2 separate regions of the Mus musculus genome follow, and region 2 is linked to region 1. Evidence: chromatin contacts called from public capture Hi-C data. All regions are on one chromosome and are shown on one strand. The core of a region is the stretch at or near the end of the contact, and the rest is flanking DNA. Distances in the headings are between cores, read along the strand shown. Region 1 has its middle 100 kb from the start of Gm38805. Region 2 has its middle 21 kb from the start of Gsdme.

The links. Capture Hi-C pulls out chosen DNA fragments and counts their contacts.
Region 2: a contact with region 1 is called in a capture Hi-C map of embryonic stem cells, with 2.9 times the contacts expected there. The contact joins two enhancer-like sites. A contact is called at or near these places in 1 of 484 Hi-C or Micro-C datasets (CD4 T cells) and 2 of 9 other capture datasets (embryonic stem cells and pancreatic islet).

What each region holds. Positions count from the first base shown.
Region 1 is chr6:50,006,140-50,014,069 of GRCm38.p6, forward strand. No RefSeq gene overlaps it. Among named protein-coding and RNA genes, the nearest start is that of Gm38805, 100 kb to the right of the region's middle. Within about 2 kb of position 3,387, at least 53 of the 459 cell types and tissues checked have an H3K27ac peak or open chromatin away from gene starts, as enhancers often do.
Region 2 is chr6:50,278,987-50,286,916 of GRCm38.p6, forward strand. No RefSeq gene overlaps it. Among named protein-coding and RNA genes, the nearest start is that of Gsdme, 21 kb to the left of the region's middle. Within about 2 kb of position 2,800, at least 8 of the 459 cell types and tissues checked have an H3K27ac peak or open chromatin away from gene starts, as enhancers often do.

The DNA.
Region 1 (7,930 bases), core at 2,137-4,636:
GTTTCTGAATAAGGTTACAAATTTAGTATCACAAGACCATTTTGTACCCAGGTACCACTCCCTGAGTATTTCCCACCTAGCCGTGCATCACCGGCACACCTTTCATCTCTGTAGGGAAGAAGGCAGGGGATATAGAATTCACATACACCATACAAACCAAAGCCACAGAAAGCCATATTGCTTTCTGCAGCTCTGACTGTGTCCATGTGGCTTGCCAAGTAAGGTAAATTCGGGTCTCTGCACAAAGGAATGAAAACCCACTCTGTGACTAGGAACCATCTGCCCACAAGAGTCAAGCAGATAAAACTTTTACCAAACCCCCAGGACCTATAATCTGGAGTGACAATAATATTGGTACTTGTTTTACTTATTCTGATTTTGAGTTCTTGGAGCCAAGCATTATTTTCTCATCTGCCAGTGGCTCTTGAATTTTCTTTCTCTCTGCTCTCCACTCAGCTTCTTTTGGAGTCACCTTAATCCCATAGCGATAGTCAAGTAGTGGATGGAATTATGATCCCACCCATGTAGAACTACTCTGACAGTGTTGGGTATATGAGAAGGGTTTGCAGCACTCAATGTATTCCTCCATCTTTTCCTTCATTAGTGAATGGCTTCCTCACAGCCTTCGGGGGATCTGGCTGGATAATAAAAGAACCCAATTTACACTTATTTTTAAACAGCAAAAAACATATAGTGGGTTAAAGGCTCTATATTATAGCTGCCTTCAGCCATTCTTTTTAATCACTCTTCTATGTGGCGTCCCTGGAAAGCCATCCATTTACCCAACACAGGGAGCAAAGACTCCCACAAGGAAGCATTTACTTGCCCACGGACACATACTGGAACCACTGTTCAGTGTTTAAAAACCTTCTGCCTGTCATACCCTTTAAAAGTGGACTGGTGGGGATAATGTCGAGCAGATCACATCCCCAGAGTTGCATGTAGCAGGATGGATAGAATCTAATGAAGAAGACTGGAAAACAACAGCCACATGGCTAGTGCTGGCATTCAAGAAACCCTGGTCAGAAATGTAATGTTTGTTAAATGGGAAAGGAAGTAAGAGCCTGTCCTCCAGCGTCTGCTAAAAACTTAGTGATTTCCCTGGCATGCATCAAAGAGAAGGCAAACCATAGCTTTGAGTTCAATTTCGTGTGGACTTTTGAGAAAATGAGACTGAAAAAAATACTCTCCTCAGGAGCAAGATTGTCCTGGCCATGTGCATCAGCAGAGCAAGATGTAGTGTCTTGTTCCTCCTTCGGGGCCTTTGGGAGGCAATGTTACCTGAAGTGAGATGCTGAACTACAGGAGCTTGGCCCTGCAAAATCCAAGCTAAGCACTGGAAACAGAAGAAGAGACTGTCGGGACCCTCATCGGTGGTGCTGTATCAGACCACCCTGGAACTTAAATTAGGAGGAGGGAGAGGACACTGGCCTGTAGATCAAGGACAGCTTGGTAGTGTGGCGTAGCCGGGAAAGACGGGGCTAGGATTATGACTATGCAATAAGAGCTGAGTTTTGTTAGGCACTAGCTCTACCTTACACAGTTTACCAGATACGTCACACAAAGTCTTTTTGTAGTTTCATGGAGATTGGCTACAAGTGTCACTTCTGGCTGACAGATAAAGAAACTGGGACTAAAATAAGTGAAGATTCTTACCCAAAGTTGCCCCCATGAAGTATGAGTGAGCCAAGATCCAAATCTAAGAGATCTAACTTCAGAATTTGGCTTGTTAGTAAATGGTGCTGGATCAGGCCTCCAGAGATTCAGCAGGTGGGTCTTTATATTAGGGTGTGCTGAGGACAACCCCCTCCTCTGTTTTTGTCCTCTTCCTCCCCGGGGAACTTCTGTAGTCTGGCTGTCTCCGGATTTGAATGTAAACATGGGTGAACAGTGTCAAGAGTCCATCAGAGAAGTCACCTGTCAGGGACACAGGCTGACAGAAACAGACAGCCAGTAGAAAAGAAAATCGCCTACCTCATAGGTCATGCAAGCTTCTTAGAAACCTGTTGGCTAGCCTGAGAGGATAGAATAATCTAGTGTGTTGTAAATTATATACTCTCTTCAAATGCCCAAAGGCTTACCAGTGAAAGTGCCTCCTGGTTCTACGTGCTGTCCTGAGGTGTTCATCTGACAGGAAGAACTATCCACTCTGAACAGTCAAACCTATCTCCAGCCCCTAAAACCAGACTCCACCCCAGGGTGCAGCTACAGAAAGACAGATCACTGCTCAGAACTTGACTGCAAGCAGCAAGCCCTGGGAGATTATAGAAAATGCCGATATCTCGGTCTCACTTTCAGAAATTCTTAATTGATTTAGAGTGGGGTCCAGACCCTGGGGCTTTTACGGCTTCTGCAGAGTGCTTCTCAGATGCAGCAAATCCTGAGGACTGCTGAGACAAGTCTCTCAGTAAGAGAAGGCAAGAAGTCAGCTGGGTCTGATTATGCCCAAAGTCTCTTTCCTAAACTTTTGAATTGCTAAGATACTTCTCTGAGTTTGCTCTTCATGGCTACTATTGATGACTTTATGATCAATTATTACTGAATATGAGGGCTACAATATTTTACATGTAGCACGATGACAAGCTGTATACAACACAAAACCACATCCGTTGTATTGGATTCCTGTCTTTTCAAAATTATGTTCAAGGCAAAGAGGCCAAGAAAATGCACGATAAATTTAGACTGTTATTAATGTGAAACCACCCCTGGCCCTTTGTCCAAGCATAGAGGGAGTTTCTGCAGACAAATCCTAACAGTGCTCACAAATAAACCTTCAGTGAGAAATGCAATCTAATTGTTTCAAGAGAAAACATAAAAGACTTATGACTTAGAATTTTCCAGAAGGGGATGTGAAGAGTGTGGGGTATAACTGCCAGCTGAAAGTGAAAAAGTGAAGTAGGGGTGTTTAAGCCTTGCCTGTACACCCTTAACTGTTGGATCACTTCTCTCACTCCTAGCTCTGAGTGTTCCGTTTGGCAGACACGGTCAGAATCCCTTCAAACGGCAGTCTGCACTTCACACAAGGGCCTGAACTCATTTCCACAAAGGAACTTCAAACCCTGGTTGCCAGCTGACTGTTTAAAGATAGAAGCACAGGGCCTGTACCAATATAACTGCTTCAGTAGGTTCAAGGGGTCTGGCCTAGTAGAAACAAGTTCTGGATCTGATTGAGCCTGCCACAGTCCTGCAGGGTGACTTTGGACAGACTATGGTACCCTTGATGCTTCAAACACCTTAGGGAGTCAGCAGACACAGAGACATTCTGGCTCACTTGCACAGGAACATTGAGAAGCCCAGAAATGCTTCTGAAGAGGCCCTGTTCTTGGCAGCAAAGGAAGTGTGAGGCTGGGCTCTGCTGAAGTCCTCTGAACTTTGAACTTGATGCAGCTTTGTGGTTTGCGTCGCGGGCAGGGCTGTGACAGACAGCGGGGTTAAAGTGGTGATGTTTGGCACTTGTGCACAGGGAAGCAAGCTCAGGAGGCTCACGGCTGGGAGATCACTGCCGATAAAGCAAAGATGGAGAGCTGAACTAGTCCTCTGTGGAAATGAGGCGTTCACAGCACATTGCAAGCAAATCAATTGCAAACTGTTAGTATTGAACTCGTCAATTTTTTTTTTTGAGTGAAGCAGAATGGGTTGACAAACAAATAATCCTCTTGTGCTGCGTGGAGCCCAGGGAGGTGAAGGATGCTGGGAAAGGAGAAATGTCACTCATGTGTGAGAATAAATGTCTGAGGTCTCAGAACTATTGGAACCAGCCTTGCAGGCAGGTAAACAAGATTGGCAAGAACAGAAGGCGGTCGTTAATGAGCCAGTCTGCAGCCTAGGAAGGCAGCAAATGGTAGGGAAACCAGAAGGAATCTTAGAAAAAGAAGGGAAAGCAAGCCAGAGTCCCATCATCAAGGAACAGGCGTCACCCTGATGCTCCAATAAGGAACCAAAGGGAGGCACATTGTTCAGGAGGAGGCTACAGCACGTCAAACTCGCTGTCAGACACTTTCCTCAGAGGCACTGGGAAGAACAATTTGGCACTTGATTCACTGTCCCTGCCACCAGCTCTGACTCTCCTGCTGTCTTAGGCAAGGAACCATGTTTGCCAAGACTCCATCTCTTGTTCCTGTCTGCTAGTGTCTGCCCTTCGCCCATCTATCTCTGCTTCAGCAACTCTTAGCGTCCACAGTGGGATTGTGTTACAACACAAATCTCAAAGTCACATGTGCCACACAATGGACTTCAACTCCAGATGGGTTCTTAGGGCTGCTGGGTAAGGGAACCAACCAGTTTTGGTTTTGGTTTTGTTGTTGTTGTTGTGTTGGTTTTTGTTTGTTTGTTTGATTTTTTTTTTTTTTGGTTTTTTTGTTTTGTTTTGTTTTGTTTTGTCACCTTAACACACATTGAGTCACCTGGGAAGAGGGAACTTCAACTGAGGAATTGCCTCCATCAGATTGGCCTAAGGGCATGTCTGTGGGACTTTTTCTTGCTTGCTAATTGCTTTCTGTAATCCACTGTGGGTTCCACCCCTGAGCAAGGAATTCTGAGTTATACAAGAAAGATAACTGAGCTTAAGCCAGAGGAAGCAAGCCAGGAAACATCCTTCCACATGGTCTCTGCTTCAATTCCTGCCCTGACTACCGTCAGTGATGAACCTGGAAGTATCACATGAAGTGGACCCTCTCCTCCCAGAGTTGCTGTTTGCCATGGTATTTATCTCAGCAACAATATGTTTCGCTAAGCAACTTGGTTCCTCTAAGCAAACTAGAATATCAATTGTTCCTTGCTTTGGTCACCACCCAGCAGCAAGCTCCCCAATTCCACCCTTATCCCAAGCCTCCTCTTCTCCCTGCCCCCCCCCCAAGCTAACCTTGCCTCCCACACCACCTCAAAGAATGAAGCTGAGACTTCCAAAACTCAGCATCAAACTTGTCTGTGTCTGTGTCTGCCTCTACCTCTCCTGTTTCCCCTGGTCAGGAAGGAAGAGGGGCCTTTACTTGTTTGACATCGTAAAAGTTGCTATCTCTTTTCCACTTTATCATCTCTCTTACAGCCTTGTTCCTCCGTTTGCCCCGGCTTCCGTTCCTCAACTTCGCACACAGCCATCCCCAGAGCTTCCTTCAGTGCTTCAGCAGCCTCGAATTGTCTTCCCTTTCCGGTGAACCATCTTTAATTAGATGTGACGTGCCCCCTAGCTGCCAGCTCCTTGCCTGCCACTCGTGGATACCTGACCTCGGCTGCTTCTCTGGAACTATACTGGCTAAGATCACCTGTGACCAACTTGGATACTCACGGGAATGACGTCCATGTTTATTCTCTCTGAAGGAGCTTCACTGGGAGCCAGTTCTCCCAGCGCACGGAGAGGCCCTGTCTGCCCTGCTCCCACATCCCTTGGAGGCTGCTGCTTCCCAGGTCCACTTTTCTCTGCTCTTTCCCCGCTGCTTCCGTTGTCTCCACTAGCATCTGTCGGCGGCCATCTTTCCTTTATACGACCACACAGTGCTCTTTTCGAAAAGACAAACAGGAGCATATCAACACTCTACCTAAAATTCTCTGGCGCCACCCATCACCTACAGAACCTGGACCCCTCTTGTGAAATGAGGCTCCCTATAATCCGATCCCCACAGTTGGACAGGCTGCATTTCCATCCTGTCCTGACGTCATAAAATCAGTGGCTTAAGCCATCCCACAAAGCATGTGCAAGCCCTATCAAACAGGAACAAAATATGGTAAGTAGAAACCAGGCAAGAGTAAACGGGAGGGCTTTGTAACAGGAGTGGTTCACACAGGCTTTGATTAATGTCTCTTCTTGTTGCTATTGTTTCATATTTAAATGAATTTTTTTCCCTTCCAGATAGGCTCTCTCCTGACTCTTTGTTTCTGTCCAGCTGTTTCCTCTGTTCCCACCTGGTGAATCACTCTTCCTTCAGAATCCAGCCTAAATCGATGTCCTGCCCTTCACAAAAACATTTCTTTGTCTGCCCCCCCAGCCTTCCCTTCCTGGCAGATTCACTGGCTCTTTCTCTTTTATCCATAGCATCCTGAAACAGCTTCACTCCTGCAGTTGTCCAACTGTGTTGTAGTGTTTTATGGAAGGGCTTGTTTCCATCACTGGGCTGAGAGCTCCCTGAGGACTGGGATAATGTTTGAATCTGTCCAAGGCCCCAGAAGCAGCCATGCCTGCCACCTAACAGATGCAATGAATGATGGATTTGGTTAAGTTAGGTCATACAAAATTGCCGTTTTTATAGGTCACAAATGACCAAATGCCAGCAATTTCACATCACCCAGCCTATTAATATATATTCAGTGTCCTTCTTATACTTTCTAAGCACCTTGCTAGTATAGTCTTGTGAATCCTCAGGGAAGCCTTGAAGGAAGGGATAAGAAATTATGATTGTCACTGTGTAAGTGACACACTGGTGTCAGAACTGGAACCACAATTTCCGACAGTCACAGCCCACACCCTGGGCCCAGAGTACCAGACTCGTGGAATCCTAGTGAAATAAACTCTAAGGGTCACCTGCCTGGCAGCCCAGAAAGCCAAGCCCATAAATCATTTGTAAACGGCTTTCTGTCTTTCCTATCATTTGTCCAGTGTTGAAGATGATATGTTCTCCCGAAATAATGATTTAGTATTTCCCTCACACCTCACCAAGGAGTCCATTCCTAACCCATCACTCTGTTGCCTCAACGTGTCGATTTCTGACTTTATGGAGATAAAGCGGTTGAGGATGCTCCCAGCTTAAGTAACCCTCCTACAGCTCACCATACTGAGGCAGCCCTCAGCCTCGCCACACTCTCAAGAAAAAGCTCCTCTTCTAAGCTCTGCTCAGATGGTGCTCGTGCCTTCCAGTCAGACAAGTCCGGATCACTAAACAGTGTCCCCCAGTTCCATTAGCCCGCTTTAACAACAGAGCACCCCTCAGTATCCTGACTACCTAATATCCAATGGGATGACACTGGGCAAACAGGGCTCCAAGATATTTTCATATTCCCTTTTAACCATTAAAATAAAAGGCAGATGCGAGTCCCTAGTAGGATCTTGTACCTCATACAGTACCAAGGTGACCTCCCAGCCTTTGCTAGCTCACGCTTCTGTTTACATAGCCGCCAGTCCAATTATCTCCTTGCCAAAGGCTCAAAGCTGCCACCTCATACTTAGAACACACCTGTGCTGTTACAGCCAGGCATAATAATCAAGCTTTCATTGCCTGCTCTGTGTAACAATTCAGCTTGGGATTAATTTGCTACAATTGCAATCTTGGTTGGATTCTAACGATTGTATATTGGGAGGTGGGGAATTTCCCGGCCCATTGTTTTAAATTCAACCTTTCTAAAGGCTCCCCAAACACTTTGATCCCATCACTCCAAGCCTGCCTGAACCCCCTCAGAGTTGCTGTCACCTCTATATTGTATTGTAATGCTTTCAAGTGTGCTGCTTAAATTAATTGAATTTACCTTAGCTGTGAAACAATTTTGCTGGAAAGTTTTCTGATAAATTCCAGCAGCTCTTTATTGCACACTGGCTACATGTTTGAATTCTGTGCTAGGCGTCGAGACCGCATTCAGAGCCCCACAGTTAGGGAGAAAAGGCGGTTCGTACACAGCAGCAGTTGGCTAGCAATAGTAGGTTTCATGCTATTAAAAACATAAAAGAATCATCAAAAAGTCAGCATGCCATGCAAGTCATACAAAGAAAGATGCCACAGCTGGACCTGACCTGTGGTCTGAGAGGTTAGGAGGGCTGAAGGGTTTAGAAAAAATGAGAAGAGAGGAGATGTAGTATAGAGACAATGACAGGTCCCAGTGCAGTCCAACCCGGGACCTGTATAGGTGCCTAAACAAATGTCGCATCATCAGCCGCAGCCCCTTTCTCAGGCCATTATTCACTATTTGTAAATCATGATGACGAAGAGACTGGAGCCCCCACGTGAGC
Region 2 (7,930 bases), core at 1,550-4,049, 270 kb after region 1:
GAGCAAGCCAGGGGAAGCAAGCCAGTAAAGAACATCCCTCCATGGCCTCTGCATCAGCTCCTGCTTTTTGAGTTCCAGTCCCAGCTTCCTTTACTGATGAACAGCAATGTGGAAGTGTAAGCTGAATAAACCCTTTCCTCCCTAACTTGCTTCTTGGTCATGATGTTCATGCAGGAATAGAAACCCTGACTAAGACACAAGGAAAAGCAAAAGAGAAGAAAATAGAAAGAATGAACTGGACTGAGGGAAAAATCAGGTGCTTTCCTTGGGTCTCATGGAGAAGGAGAAGAGGGGTCAGAGGGCAAATCTCTCTCCCAGAAAGACAGACAGATACAGGAAAACACAGCTGCTACAGCGGACTACCTGGCGGGCACCAGCACAGCTGCAGGGAAACATCTGCTGTGATCAAGGCTCAGGGTCAGACCGCATTGTCTCTGAGTTAACGCTGACTACGCTATTGTGAGTTTTACTCCCAGGATCTCTAACCAAGTTCTTTTCACTTAGTACAAGACTTGTTTATCCCAGTCTGGCGTCAAATTCTTTGTGCACTTCATGCTGACTTTTAACTTGTGAACTCCCAATGCCTGCCACTTAACCTGAACTCATTACAGTCTGACTCCAAGATGCACCCATAGACCATCCCAGAATACTCCCTCGTGTTGCCAGCAGACAGAGAAGAAAACAGCCATTTTTAAGACACCAGATAAATTCTTAACAAGACCGGTCTTCAAGAAAAGCTACTTTGAGACTGGAGAGATTGCTCAGTGGTTAGGAGCACTTCCTGCGCAGTCACAAGGACCAGGGTTGTGATGCGAGCACCCATGACAGGTGGCTTACAAATGCCTGTTACCCCAGGTCCAAAGGGTCTGGCATCATCTTCTGACTGGCGTGCTCTGTAAACACCGACACACCCATGTGAGCACACATACATAATAAAACATTTGTTAAAGGAAGGCTGTTTTGCTAGAGTCAACATCATTGAGGTTTTATCAAATCATTATGCAGCCCCTTCGCCTCTGGCCATTCCACCCAATCACCCAGTACAGCACCCCAGCTTGCAAGAAACAAATTACAAGGCCCACCAAAACATATCTCTTCTGCTAGCCTATTTTTGAGTTGTCTCCCTTATAATAACCAGGCAATAGTAAAAAGCACTCTTCCGGGTTCTGTGTGAGCTGTTCCAGGAGATAATTGAGACCGAGGAGGGAGTTATAGGGACCCCTTCCTATATGACAGTTGAACTGGTATGTGAGGTGGGGATGAGCTGGGAGGCTGAGCCCTTACCTTGTGAGGTCTGCATTCACTTGGGGAGTTGAGATGAGCTAAATGGTTCGATGTGAGAGAACTGGAGAAAAGAATCGGGGTCAGAACATCCCAGAAAGAGCCCAAGAGTAGCCCAAGCAGACAGATCAGAATATAAGCTCACAAAGCATGCTGGAGATGAAGGCTCTCTGCACAGGCATGGAGCCTGCTTTGAGGCCTCATTAGATCACAGGACACAGACAGAGGCAAAGGAATCCTCCAGGCTTCTGGATATGTCGACAGAGATGGAAGGGCGAGCCACGCCGAGAGAAGAAACCAAAAGAAATACCCAGAGCAATTATGACAGAGAAATCCTCAAATTAATGTTACCAGTTAATTAATGTGGTCAGACCCAGCCGTGCCATGGTGGCACACGCCTTATTCACAGCACTTGGAAGGCAGAGGCTTTGAGTTCAAGGCCAGCCTGGTCTACAGAGTGAGCTCCAAGACAGCCAGGGGTACACAGAGAAACCCTGTCTTGAAGAAACAAATAAAAACAAACCAAAACAAACAAAAAAAAAAAACCAAACAAAAAAAAAAAACCATACAAATCTAGAAATCCCATAGAATACTAAATAGGATAAATGGGGCGGGGGGGAAGCACAGAGAAAACTCTCTGTCTCTGTCTCTCTGGCACATCATAAGTAAATTGTAGAAAGACAAAGAAGGTAAAGAGACATCCTTTGGGGGGGGTGTTTTGTTTTGTTTTTTGTTTTGTTTTGTTTTGAGGCAGAGTCTTGCTATGTAGACCAGGCTGGCCTCAGACTCAGAGCTCTACCTGTCTGTGCCTCCCCAGTGCTGGGCATTAAAGACATGCCACCTTTGTTTCGTTTCTGTTGTTGTGATTAAAATATTCGGACAAAACAATTTTAACAAGCAGAATTTATTCCAATTCCAATTCCAGGTCACAGTCCATTGTCTCCAAGAAGGCAGGAACTTGAAGGCACTAGTCACAGGCACAGTCAGGGAAGAGCAGGGACACGTGAGAATGAAGGAAAACATTTCTAGGACTTGATTATCTATCTCTTGGGCAGTGCAGGGCCCTAAACCAAGGGCTAATGCTACATCTGCCCTTAACCATGACAATCAGGACAACCAGCCTTACCTAGGCAATTCCATACTGAGGGCTCCTTCCAGGGAATTTGAGATTGTTTCAAGTTGTCAGTTAAAATGACTGTGTGTCGCTTTTTCTTCTTCTCGTGCTACCTCTGGTTTTTTCTCTCATTTCGCCCAAAAGCCTTTTAGTTAAATTCAGATGAGTGCTTGAATCTCTGCGAGTTTATCAGAGCTACCTTTAGCTTCTTTGTGATCCGGAACAGGTCCCTTGGTCACTCAAATCTGAAGGCTTTAGTTCCTGACCTCCAGATTATAGCCCTGGTCAGTATTTGCAGGTTACAGTAATGTGCCTTTAAGAACTTCAAAAAGTGTACGCATGCTCTCCTGGGAGATCTAACATGGAGGCGCCATGTCTTCTTGATGTCTAGATGGAGTTAACATTGCATAGAAGCCGAAAGCTACTTGAAAGGGGCACAAGAGACGCCTCTAACCACATCAGGAGGCTCATGTGGATTTTGAAGCTCCCCATTTTGTTTCCATGGGCACCTGCACATACACACACATACATACACACACACAATGCACACAGAAGCACACACACACACACACACACACACACACACACACAAGTGCATGCACACACTCGAAGAGATCTGTTCTCTAAAAGGAGGAGACTAGAAAGATGTCTTGGCAGGTAAGAAGAGGACCTGAATTCAGTTCTGGGCATCGAGGGGGGAGCAGCTCATAACCACCTGTAACTCCAACTTCAAGGGCCCAATGTTCTCTTCTGGACTGTTGTTGGCAGAAACATTAATACAAATACACATAAAAGAAAAAATATTAAATAAAAAAAGGAGGCGAGGAAATGGCTTGATCCTGACTGGCGAAGGATCTAGCTTGAGAGACTTGGATTATCCCCAACCACAATCACCTCACGTGGAGCTGTGTGGTGGGGTGGTGACGGTTACAGACAATCACCTCACGTGGAGCTGTGTGGTGGGGTGGTGACGGTTACAGACAATCACCTCACGTGGAGCTGTGTGGTGGGGTGGTGACGGTTACAGACAATCACCTCACGTGGAGCTGTGTGGTGGGGTGGTGACGGTTACAGACAATCACCTCACGTGGAGCTGTGTGGTGGGGTGGTGACGGTTACAGACAATCACCTCACGTGGAGCTGTGTGGTGGGGTGGTGACGGTTACAGACACATGGAACTTTGTGCTCTTGGACCCTGGCTCACGGTTCTGGCTCAGAGGGTCCAGCCTCAAGGGAACGTGCAAGGCGGAGCTCAGCAGTTAATGTAAATTGCTCTTCCCCTCATCTTCATTTCTGTGAAATCTGCCTTTAGTGTCCTGAAAATGCATCTGCGGCAACACAAGTTTTATTTCTTTCTTAAAGAAAAACAGTTGATTCCATCCACGCTGATAGCCTTTGGGGCAGAAGTGAATTCATGTTTAATCTTACACCATCCACTCAGCTGGGCTCCAGTTCTGCCTGGGATTTAGACATCTTCAGCTCTAACTGGTGTCACACCGAGTTAGATTTGATGGCTTACCATAAAGTGCCGTTATTGGTGTATATTTCGGTGTAAATCGTAAATCCAAATACCCACAACCTTCATCTTCATGTGGCTCATGACTAATTCATTTTAATTGTGCTCATCTTTGATGTTGATGACAGCTCACGTTGTTCTCCCATTTGCTACTTTGTAATTTATTGTTTTTTTGTATAGGCCTCACATAGACTCTCAACCTCAGATATACCATGCATTATGTAAAGAGGTTTCATGGCTAATTAACAGTCTTAATCGTATTGGACTTCTTAGTACAGATCTCTCGCTACCCTTTCCTTTTTTTTTTTTTTTTTTTTAGTCTTTTGAGACAGAGTCTCAGTGTAGCCCAGGCTAGCCCCAACCTGGCTGTGTAACTAAGGACAAGTGCAATTTCAGATTTTCTTGCCCCAACCGTTTGAGTACTGGATTAGATTCCTGGTTTGTGCTCTGCACCCAGTTTGATTCTTTTCTTTTCTCTCCTCTTTCTGTCTTGTAAATTTTGATAGCGCTGAGGACTAAACCAGAGTTTAGGGAACGATGGACAAGCACTGCTGTGCCATACCCCCAAGCTTCTCCCTCCCTTCTGAAACCACACGGGGGTGCAGGGGTCTGCAAGCAAGAGGCCTTATGAATAGAACTGGGGCTAGGATGCACAGCCCCCTAAGCTGTGGACAAGAACAAAGAATCCTTGGGGAAAACTGAACGACTTTCCCCTCTCCCTGGAACATACACTTCCTGTCAGTGTCCTAAATAATACAGTATAACAACTGTCCACAGCAAATAGTGTTCTGTTAATTGTGTTCTGTTAGCCATTGTTATCGATAGCTTAAGAGAGGCTATAAGCAAATGCTGAGCCATTCTGTATGAGAAACTTGAGCATCTCTGGATTGAGGGATCTGTGTATGCCCTGAAGTCACTTCCCTATGGATAGCAAGGAACAACTATATACAACAGGGAATACAACCCTGAAAGATTTCCTCCTGGATCTATCACCCCTTCCAAGCATCCTACAAACTAAGCTACACCCCCAGTTTCCGTCCTGCAGTCTTTGGGTAGAAAGGGAAAAGATGTCTTTTTGAGGACCTCTTTGTAGATTAGGATGGACTCCAGTGTCTTTCTAATCCCTCATCTTTCTTTGACAGTTCTGAAAATCTCTGGACTTTCCAAGGTCACAGAAAGATTCAGATGCCATGCATTTTTCCGGTGTCTAACACAGCCTCTATTTGCTGTTCATTCAGTTTTTGAGTGTCCTTTTGTCTTTAATTTCCCTATCTTTAATTTCATAGGTGTGTGTCTGGGATGCTCAAAAGTATTCAAAACATATGAGGTCAAGGTTGAGAGCAAATTATCCTGAAGTTTTTTTTTTAATTAAAAAAAGTGTGAGTGTATGTGTGTGTGTGTGTGTGTGTGTGTGTGTGTGTGTGTGTGTGTCTGTGTACTCATGTATACATGGGTGCCAATACCCACAGAAGCCTGCTTCTGGATCTCCTGTTATAGGCAATTGTGAACACCCCATGTGGGTGTTGGAAACATAACTCAGGTCCTCTACAAGAACAGTGCATACTTCTAATGACTAAGCAATCTCTTAAGTTTATGACTTTTAGATAGGGTCTAATATGCCCAGGTTACCTTCAAACTCATTCAATAGCCAAGGATGGCCCTGAACTGATTACTGATTCTCTAGGCTCTACCTCCCAAGAGCTAGACAATGCAGTGTGGGGGATAAAACTCAATGTTGTGTGCATGCCAAGCAAGCAATCTACCAACCGAGCTACGTCTGCAGGTCCATCCTGCAGGCTTTAAGAAGGAGTGGACAATCTGTCTTTCTGAGAGACTTGAGAATTAGAAGGGACTTTCTCATCCTTCATCTTCCTTGTATCCTCATCCCAGTTGCTCCAAAGGTGTGGTCCTCTCACGCCAATCTCTACTGCTAGCATTCAATTGCTGCTGCACACAGACTGTGTCACGGGCAGTTGTCACCCTTCCCCTGCCATCCCTCTCCAACTCTCACACTCACTTCCAGCTTTAAAGCTGTGTGCTCACAAACTCCCTCAAGCTTACTGTTGTGGTTTAGATGTAAAGTATCCCCCATAGGCTCATATATTTGGACATTTGTTCTCCAGATGGTGGCGCTATTTTGTAAGACTGTAGAGCTTTTTAGGAGGCAGGACCTCAGTGGAGGAAGTCAGCCATTGGGTGCTGGCTCCGTTTCCTGTTTCCTCTCTGTATCCCAACTGCAAATACAATGTCATCAGGTGTCCCACAGCCCTGTCACTATGCCTTCCTTAGCATGGTAGACTATATCTTTACACTGTAAACCAAAAACAGCTCTTTTTCCATTCGGTTGCCAAGTATTGGGTCACTGTCATGAAAGAGTAACTAGTCCATTTGCCCAATTTCCTTGGGAAGATCCGAGGGATGGAACACAGCCCCCGGTTGTCATGTGTACAAATAAAATCACAGAGTGTGTGGAAGGTGTTTCTAAACCATTGGGAATAAAAGAAACTAAAGCCAACAGCTAAGTCTTCCACAACAGGTGATCCTGGAAGACACATCTCTCAGGTTTCCTTTTCTTAAGATATCACAGCTCGTCAATGAAGGTAGCCCCTTTCCTGAAGACTCCAATGCCAGGCTTTATGGTCACGTTTTCCTCTCTTGTTAGAAAATATTATGTGGCCACCATATCTAGTTCTAAGAAGGCAGATAACTTACTTTAGATTCTCAGCTTAGGAACAAGGAAAAAAGCTAAATTTAGATCATCCACTATGCGTTCAGTATATAGTTAGATTACTTTTGCTGTTGTTTTGACACAAAGTCTTACTATGTAGACCAGGATGGCCTCAACTCACCAAGTTCTGTCTGTTTCTGGCTCCTGAGACTAGAAATAAAGGTATGTGCCACCATGACCTGCTAGATAGCTTTTGATATATGTTATCTGATTAATTTCTATATTATAAAATGAAGATGGTTATATAATAAGATTATGGTCCACTTAATTTGAAAAATGAGGCACAGAAGAACAATAATTGTCCTAGTAATTATATTTTTAAGAATGCAAAAGTGGTACTAATGTGTAAAATGAGTAGAATTCTATGGTACCTCAGAGTTGCTGTGCTAGGCACATGTTCAGCATCCCAGTACTTGGGAAACAAGAGAAGGATGGTAAGTTCAAGGCCAGCCTGGCTACGTGGTAAGTCATAAAACAGTCTGGGCTACATGGGACCTGTCAAAAAATTGTTTAAAAGATTGAAAGGAGATATCGGGAATTCCTGACACATTACTGGCCCGTCCAACTCACCAGTCCAAACTAGTTCTTAGAATCTGTGCTACAAATGAAGTATGATAAGGATGAGATTCTAGGGACCAGCTATGGTAGGTATGGTTAGGGTATTTACAAGTCTCAGAAACAAGAAGATATGGGGAAGGGCACAGAGACACAATTCTGTGTCATCTACACTGTGGTCGAAGTCCTGTGTCACCTATGTTCAGACATCCAGTTCCTGCAAATGCCAACATGATAATTCTAAATCTAACCCATTTTATGACCAGGTCTTTTAAGACTTCACCAAGATTCACCATTTCAGTGCTGAAAGATTACAGTTAATGCCTTAGTGAAAACCTATGTGGCCATCATAGTTCTGAGAAGCACCTGAGCCTGGTGGTCAGGAACCATGGGGCATCTTTCTCCCTGTGCCAGTCTGATGCAGACTGTGCCCTTCTCACTCTTAAAAGGCCATAAATTCATCCGCGTGTGCGTGTGCACCTATGCTATGGTTTGGGTGTGAATTGTTCCCCCACAGGCTCCTGTATTTGAACACTTGGGTCATAGCTTGTGGCACTGTTTTGGAAGGTCACGGGACTTCTTGGTCCATGGAACCAAAGCTCAGCCTTTCTCCATGTCCCTTTCCATCCTGAGAGTCCACAATGGAGGCTGCACCTTTACAAATGGCTTCAGGGTCTTTCTACAGGACCTCCAATTCTGACACATGGTGCTACAGGACCTCCAATCCTGTCACATG